Regions from separate parts of the Siniperca chuatsi genome. Here region 2 is linked to region 1. The links are chromatin contacts, called in public Hi-C maps. All regions are on one chromosome and are shown on one strand. The core of a region is the stretch at or near the end of the contact, and the rest is flanking DNA. Distances in the headings are between cores, read along the strand shown. Region 1 overlaps LOC122878986 (a long non-coding RNA gene). Region 2 overlaps LOC122878986 (a long non-coding RNA gene).

Region 1 (4,369 bases), core at 1,098-3,597:
CCTGTGTTATATATTTTGTAATTACATTATCCCAAATGTTTCTAACAATTTCCAAACCTATAGAAATCCGTAATTTTAATCAAGGTAGCGGTGCGTTTTGGTCGACTGTCAGTGGTGTCAGACCCGCATGCGTTAGCGTCGTGGTTGTCTTCTGTCATAAATTGACTTTTTATCCAGTTTGGTTGTTTTTAACTATATATTTTAACCGGATGAAGGATTTTAGTCATTAGATGGATCTTAAGTTATCAGACAAACAAGCTGAGCAAACGTTAGCGGTAGCTCGGCCCCTCCGGGACGTCCTGTGTCCGCCGAACAGCGTCGGAGAAACACTGATTTTTAACGTGAAACTGCTTTCTTCAGTGTTTTTACCGGTTTGAATCACCTGGTCCGTTTGTACCTCTGCGGATAATTCAGCTTCCAGTAAAAACCTCTTGAATGATGAACACTGAGAGAGCCTAACCAGAAGATGCTGACTGCAGGCTGTAGGGCCGTTTGCATTTTTTCGTGACTTTCGCGGCCACCGTAATTTCTCCTACGCGCTTGGAAGGGGAGGGCGATGCGAGCGGTTTGCAAATGGTTGCAAACTGCAATTTCACCGCTAGATGCCACTAAATCCTCCACACTGGACCTTTAAGTAAAAGATCTGAATACTTGTTCTAGCATTGCTTGCATTTAAGCTCTCATTGGTCCGCACCTCGCAGCGTGTGCGTTCTTAAGTTAGAAAGAGTTAAAGTAATTTAAAGATGTAAAACTGTCCAGTCAAATGTAAATGCATGAATTTGCACTAATGCTTTTGAGTGTGAGTGGATTTGGTTTGCCTGCTAAAAATGGGCAGCCATGACCTGAAAAAAGAGGCCCCACACAATCACTCTATCTATATTCATCATGCTCTCTGTGCTTATCTGCTGGCTGGCTGGCTGCTGACCCTGCTGGTCAGGTTAGCTGGCAGCCTGACAGACTGGCTGACTGGCTATAAAACTGGTCGGCTGATTTGCCGGCTGGGACGCGGCTGCCCCTGTGTAGCCCCTGCAGCACTAGCAGCATCTATTACACGTATATAAACAGTCTCTGATTCCCCCAGAGGTTCGCATTCAGCGCGACCTGCGATGACCGGCTGCATGTATTTATAATCTGCTCTATCCTGCAGCAATTAAACCCCCTGAACCTCGGCGCGCTGAAAACGCCACAGTCAGGGAAAACTGTGAGCAGCACATGTCTGCTCTGGCCATCTTGTTACCTCGGTAATCAAACCGACGAGTGGTCGGATGCACTTGTAACCCTTTGCTTTCTGTTCCCTCAGACACCTCGCAGTGCAGCGACACTAAAGCCTCTGGATCTCAGCATCCTGTTTCTAGGAACCGCAGTCCATTGTGGGCTGAGGTGGGGTGGGAGTGGGGTGGAGGATTAAAATGGGGCGGGAGGGTGGTCTCGGTGTGCAGAGGTGGGCTGTGCATGTGCAAGGCTTTGCACACAATGGCGTCTGAGCAAGGTGTGTGTATTTGACACACAGGAAACATGAGTGCATTTAGCATGTTTGTATGTAGAATATGGTTACTACACCTCCTACATGTTCTCAATCCTGGTTTCACTATTGCTGAAGGTTTTCAGTCCAAATCACGTCTGTTTGGATTCTGATGTGCAAATCAAGTCAGTGAACTGAACCAGACATAAAGAAGAACGTAGAAAAGAGACACAGTCCACCGTTATTCTGTGAAATGACTGTGAGGTGAACAACACAAGTGGGAATGCATGGGGAAAGACAGAAATAGTGGCGGGGTACTGAGGAAGAAGGGAGAAAGGGGAACAAGGGGAAAGAAAAAAGAGGTTGCGGGGGTGGCGGGGTTTGGGGGGTGGTGTTTGTGGTGAGGGACAAGGACAAGAAAGAAAAAAGGGGGTAAGAAAAAAAGGAGGAGGAAGAAGAGGAGGAGAGGCGAGATGAGGAGAAGGAGCGAGGCAAGGCGGGGAAGAATAGAGAGAGTGGAGTGAAGGGGCTCTGGAGGGGGAGGGGAGGTGGGGGCTGCTGCTGCTGATGCTGGAGCACAGCGCGGCCAGGCTGAACCGAGTGAACTGCAGTGGAGGTCAGGGAGTCCAACATTCCTCTGGAACACTGTGTTTACACTGGTAGCAGAGAGGAGGGAGGGCGGGGGGACGAGGGGTGGGGGTGGGGCGGGGGGTGCGAGGGGGACGACGCGCAGGGAAGGAAATCATCTCCCGGAGACACTCCTTTCAGGGAGGGAGTGTGTGTGTGTTTGAGTTAGTGAGAGTGTGTGTGTCAGTTATTCTGTAGCTGTGTAGTGCCACCTTGAACTTCATCCACCTTCGACGACGGAGGGCCGTGTGCCGCAGCTGTTATCAAAATCAGAGTATTAAAGCTGAAATTTGAAAGTGTCGTATCACTCCAGGGGCGATTTCACCTGCATTATTAATGTATGTCACTTCCAAACTTTTGAAAATATGGAGGGGGATTAAATAAATCTAAAATAAAAGTTTTTTTTAAGAGGGCATTTGGGCTCTGGTGCTTTAAAATAAAAGGAAAAAGACCAAGAATTGAATTATGATTTATTTTTTTGGTCTACTGAGTATAACCAGTGAATTATTGCAAGATTTTAATCAAATAATAATTAACAATTCTTTTAAAAGTAGACTCAGATTTTGGTTTAATTAAAGACATTAAGAAATGTCAATTTCATACCAAATAACATGCAGCTCTTAAAAACTTTGCAATTTGCTTTTTATTTAATTGTTTAGAAAGAAGCTAACAAACAATTTTAGAGTGCTGTATTTTGAATTTTTGTCAGTTATAATTTAAATGATTAAGTTTTAAAGATTTGAATTGATTCATATTGTATTTACATTTAAAATAAAGATAAATACATGTCAACAAGAAAAAACCCATTTCTTTACTTTTAAAGACCAAGAATGTTTTGTAGAGAAACTGTTTGCAGCAAAGTATTTATCATTAAATTGTACAAAACAATGATTTAACAAGAAAATGTATTTTACTGCTTACAACAAAAGCACATGATATGTTCATTTTCTACCTTTTCTTTACAGGAAACATCAGTAAATAATCTGCAACAGCAGCTGAATTCCAAAAACAGAAAAATTAGAACTGGAACTGAACCCATGCATTTTTAAAGATTCAAATATCCGTTGTAATTTTGACATCAACCACACAGACAAAAGTTTTGTCTCATCAAACAACAGCAAACCGGCGAGCGGTCAGAGCTGAGACCGTGAGCCCTGCAATCATCTCCCACTATGCTGCTGCACATACTTTCATTCTTCCCATAAAGACGTTTCCTTTCCCCATCTGCTGGTGCAACACAGAAACTGCAGTACAGCCGGTAACTCCTGCAGACTGCTGACGGACAGACGCTGCTTTGAGACATTTAGAAATCACTGAAAATCACGTCATCGTGTCTTCAGTATTTATAGTTTATAACCTATAATATTAAATGAAAATGGAAATTTTGGAAAACTAATTTGTTCTAAAATAATAATCATAATGAGTATATAGTGCAATTTTGTCAGAGGTTTTTACAATGCAGACAATAAAATAAGAAATCAAAGTGGCTCTACAAACCAGTGTAATCACACTGTCAGTTTAAAGCTACAGAAACCAGATTTTCTCCCACACACGTGTGACAATAAGAAAGTACTAAACACAGAAAAGGTGTTTCCATATATATGCCACACTGTGCCGGCCAGTTATTTTCCAGACCACTTTGATACAAATATTACCATTTAAATCAGATTTAGCCGGTGACTATTCAGACAGTAAATATTTAGTGTTTACTGTGCCACTGAGGAAATCATCACTGCTGGCATCAGTCAGAATGACATTTCAGCGAATCAAAGCAGAGCAGGAGACAATTGGCTGTCTGGGCTCCGGACTGAATAATCAATTTGTCCCCAGACTGCTGCATAGCAACACTCGTTGCAAAAGAGCAAAATATGCAGACACAACAACGCCAGACTAAAGTTTAGGGATCTTTCACTAGATTCAAATCTGAAACCTCTGGCCAATCCTGACACAGCAGGCATTTGATTTCTGAATATCACCACTGTAAGTGTGTAACAGCTCCAGCTTCTATATTTAACTAATCATTCAAACAGAGAGCAGACCAACTACAGTTTGACATCTAGTCAAACCAGAGAGAGGCTGAGTCATGGCTTGAACTTTTGTCTCGGAGAGCTGACTGTCATTTGACCAGGATTTCCCCAAACTTTTCAAATCTAAAGACTGTTGCACAAATGCACACTGACAGCAGGACGTCATGTTACTGTTACCTTGTCAAAGTAAAAGGACTTCTATAGAGTACATTAAAAAGGCCAGGACTTTCATCTGCTGTGGAGTCACATTTCA
Region 2 (4,369 bases), core at 1,070-3,569, 70 kb before region 1:
TAACAGACATGCAGCTTCTCATCAAACACACACTCCTAAATGACATGCAATAATTGAGCAAACTCATTGCAACCTCCATGCAACCCATGTATTTGTGAACATACAACAAGTGCAAGCCTCAGCCAGACACAACATTGGCCACCCCCCCCAACTCTCTCTCTCTCTCTTTCTCCCTTGCCCCCTCCCCCACCTCAGCTGAATAATACAGCACTTTGAAAAATGCCTCCTGCCATCAGGTACAGAGCCTGCTGCTGTACAGTAAGCCTAAAGATCTCAGGGAAAATCAAAATCATTGCTGCGGACGTACGAGACAAAAACCCTGTGTGGATGCATCAGTTACTGAGTCGAAATCTGAGGCTCGGACTGCACAGCGTCAAACAATCCCTCTGACGCGATGACTTGCATGCTCATCCGACTGTCATGTCTTTCACTGTTAATAAAATCATTCAATGCATGCTCGATCATTACTAGCGCAAATCCCTGTTCAGCATGGTCTCTGAATCCATCCGGAGAGGCAGCACAGAGAAAAGACGAGCCAGATAACAAAGCTCTACGGCTTCTTCATGCCACCATGGTGGTCTAAAGCTTAGGAAACAGATGGGGAGCGGAGAGGGAGGTGGAGAGGGAGAGTACACGTCGGTATCGACTCACCCTCCCCTTCAGATCCAAGATGCCCCCTTGCTTGTTGTTCTTCTAGCTCGCTTCCTGCTTGGGAGGGGAAGAAAAAGAGGCAGAGAGAGAAAGAGAAAGCTCAGATTTAAACTTACAGCACGGCAACAAGATTCCAGTTATGTTCAGAAGAAGAAGGGTTTTTTTCACAAAAAAGCTACGTGAGGAAGAGATCCGTCCCTCCGGTGCGCTGCTTGAAGTCAGGCGAAATAAACGGCGAGAGAGCGACGGACAGAGACAAGAAAGAGAGGCATGAGGATGGGTGGTAGGACCGAGTCGGAATGAACCATGTGCACACTCTCTCTCCCTCTATCTCTGCACTCTCTAGCTCCTATTCACTCACACACACACACACACACACACACACACACACACAGCGAGAGTGAGCAGTCTGGGGAGGAGAGTCGCGAGAGAGTCGATCCCTCTTCCCAGAAAACGAAACGCTGAAAGGAAGTGACACTTAAAGGTTAGATAGAACAGGTAGAACGCAAGGGAAAGTGAGAGAGAGATAGTGAGCGAGTGAGTGAGAGACATAGAGAGAGAGTGAGAAAAAGAGAGAGGTAAAATAAAAGGGTGAGTATCGAGCCACAGAATCAGTGCTTGCAGCCAGGGCCACAGTGCCAGTGAAGCATACCAGTATGCTGCCTCACCAAAGGGAGGGAGGGGGTGCGCGCGCACACTCACTCGCTCACTCACATACACACACATGCATGTATTGCTTGCACAAAACAGTGACACACTCATTTGCATTTCCTTGCACCCAAGCCTCTACTTACTTTTTTATCCAAACCTGCAGGACCAAAGCAGGTTGGTGAGGGGAAAAATGCACACACACATACACACACACACTCTCGCTCACTCGCTCTCTCTCTCACACACACAACTCCAAGTTAAAGGACAAAACGAATGCGCCTGCTGATCTCTTGTCTCGCTCCGCTTTCTCCTCGCCCTTTTCCCTCGCATTGTTTTCTCTCTCTTTCAATCACATGCAGAGCTGGAAAGGAGGGAAGACAGGAAAAAACCATAACCCCCCCCCCTCACTCTCCTTTTCCCCAATATTGGTCCTCCACCTCTTTCTCTCAATCTTTCTTTTACTCTTTCTTTCCCCCCTCTGGCTCTTTTTTCTTTCCCGTGTTGATCGGTAGGAGAAAAAAAAACATTTTTTAAAAGGAAAAAAGGGGGAGAGAAATATCATTATCCATTATCCATTAATTTGCCTCACAGCTGTAATCGCTTACAGCCAGAGGCCCACTTTTCCTCTGTATCAGAGAGAGAGAAAGGTGAGGAGGGGGGGAGGGGGAGGGGAGGGAGCGAGGGAGGGAGGTAGAGAGAAAGTAGTCCTCCTTTCGTTGTTTTTTTCCACCTTGCCGTTGTCCGTTTTCCAACCATAAAACAAATCCTCTGTTCTCTTCTGCATGCATGCAAAAAAAATCCACTTTTCCAGTCCACTTGCACTCTCTTTCTTTTTTCTTTCTTTTCTCTTATTCTGTGTCTCACATGAGCCGACATCATTCACACCGTCCCTTCAGAAAAGGAAGGAGAGACAGAGAGAGAGAGAGGAGGAGTGTGGAGAGAAGGGACCATAGAAACATTGCTACATGATGTGCTTTGGCTTATAGAGGCTACATTTAATCTCCACTGGCTCCCCCAGGCTCATGAGTGAGTGAGTGTGTGTGAGAGAGGAGAGAGAGAGAGAGAGAGAGAGAGAGAGAGAGAGAGAGAGGGAGGGAGGAAGGAGAGAAAGAGATGATGGGGGGAGGGACATATGGAGTAGAGAAGGAGAGCGGCGACGTACAACCGACTGTGCTCAAATCAGCGACAGGGCCCAGAGAGGCTGGGAAGGGGGGGGGGAACATCCCCGGGACTACACTGCCCTCTTGCTTTTCTTCTGCTCCCTCCCTCCCTGACTGACTGATCGACCGACTGTGTCTGCACCCCGGCTAATCTCCAATCCTCTTTGACTGCTGTCTGGCAGACGGTGCATTGTGCCGTTTTTCTATCTCTGTACAGCTGCAGTTGCTGGAGAAAACCATGCATCTGGATCCATACCCCCAAGCGTGCAAAAACACTGACGCTACCAATTTTAAAATCTCCCTGTTGACACACACACACACACACACACAGAGTGCAGCTATCCTCATTTATCACCTGCTTGGTGTCCAGATAGAGCCAGTCTTCGGCGAGGCGCTAATATTAACATGCTTTGACGGTGAGAGCCCGAAGCAGACAGACAAAAGGCTCACACGTCTGCACACACACACGCATGTGCATACTGAGGCATGTGTGCACACACACATAGGAAGATAGGTGCAGAAATACGCCAACTATGCACAAACAGAAAATACTTAAGAGGAGGATTTTTCGTGGCTATGGAATAGAAATACTTTAGATTAATTTGAGTGCAGAATTTTGTCGACATGGTGAATGCTAAACTTTGCATCCAGGTTAATTGACAGCTCGCCATTGATTTACCGATCCCATTTCACTCTCTTCACGTATTCGTAATGTGCTGGTAATGGCCAGGAACCAGCCCCAGCTAGCCAAGTAGTACATCAATAAAGACCCAGATCTGTCACGCTGGCCCACGCATCGAGAAAACAGCAGCAGGACTGCAAATAAGCACACAGCACCGGGCCCACAGAGCCTGAGAGGTAGAAAACAAACATACAGTGAGGATGCTGTGTGTGTGTGTGTGTGTGTGTGTGTGTGTGTGTGTGTGTGTGTGTGTGTGTACACTGAGCAGGGCAGGGTGACACGCAGGACACACTCGCTAGATGGCTGAAGCAGCGGCGCTGTTGGCCAGAGTGATTGATTGACAGCTGTCACATCTGATTGATGGGAAGAAGGGGACAGGCGTTGCAGAGGTCATGGGGGTCATTGCTATGGGAACGATGATGATGAAAATAAAGGTTTAGAAAGAAGGTGTTTGTAATGGGGTTAGACTGATAACGACTGATAAAGAATTGTTATTATTATTTGTAGTAGTAGTAGTATTTAAAAATGTATTTGATATTCTATTTTCTTTTCTTGTCTTTTTTTGTAGGACACTATTAAAACTATGAATTCAAATACTCAATTTTATCTCAAATTTAGAGATGAAACTCAAATTGCTGACCTTGAAATAACAAAACAAGAAAAGTGCAATAAAAATGCAGGGAAATGCCACTAAGAAACATGCAATAATATCACTTAAGTATTGTATTAAATAAATGTATATCAGCAGTAGTTAATGCTGACATTTCTTGAATTTAAGAGTGGTTTGGGAGATGAAAGTACAGAAAACAAGTGGGACAATCTACAAAATCCAAAAAAAGTACAATACAAAAAGTAAAAAAGTCTGTTGGTACCACACAGAGAGAGAGAGAGAGAGAGAGAGAGAGAGAGAGAGATGGCAAAAGAAACAATATTTGTACATCCGATTGAGAGAAAAATGAGGAAAAGAAAGAGGGACGGAAATGAAGGAGAAGACAGGCCCTTTCTGCTCTGGTTTGGATTACTGCATCATGCCACACTCACACACTCTCACACAGAGACATGGCATGCACACACAGTCATCAAAAAAAACCACACAAGCATACATCGCACTTTAGGATAGCCATAAAATCACCAAGTCACCAAATCTGACCCTCCGACAGCTGGACACTTCACAGAGGTAACCAACAGGGGGCAGTGTTTTGGTCCTCTACCTATTACCTCAGCT

The links. A called contact is a pair of places that touch in the nucleus more often than the background predicts.
Region 2: a contact with region 1 is called in a Hi-C map of an unstated tissue, with 2.4 times the contacts expected there. The contact joins two enhancer-like sites. A contact is called at or near these places in 2 of 3 Hi-C or Micro-C datasets (skeletal muscle and an unstated tissue).

The regions. Positions count from the first base shown.
Region 1 is chrLG7:4,157,984-4,162,352 of ASM2008510v1, reverse strand. The region is part of intron 1 of LOC122878986 (a long non-coding RNA gene); the gene reads right to left. Among protein-coding and RNA genes, the nearest start is that of LOC122878986, 28 kb to the right of the region's middle. Within about 2 kb of position 2,347, the one cell type or tissue checked has an H3K27ac peak away from gene starts, as active enhancers do.
Region 2 is chrLG7:4,228,036-4,232,404 of ASM2008510v1, reverse strand. LOC122878986 (a long non-coding RNA gene) reads right to left here. Exons shown (of 6, transcript XR_006378602.1): 4 at 652-708. Among protein-coding and RNA genes, the nearest start is that of LOC122878986, 98 kb to the right of the region's middle. Within about 2 kb of position 2,319, the one cell type or tissue checked has an H3K27ac peak away from gene starts, as active enhancers do.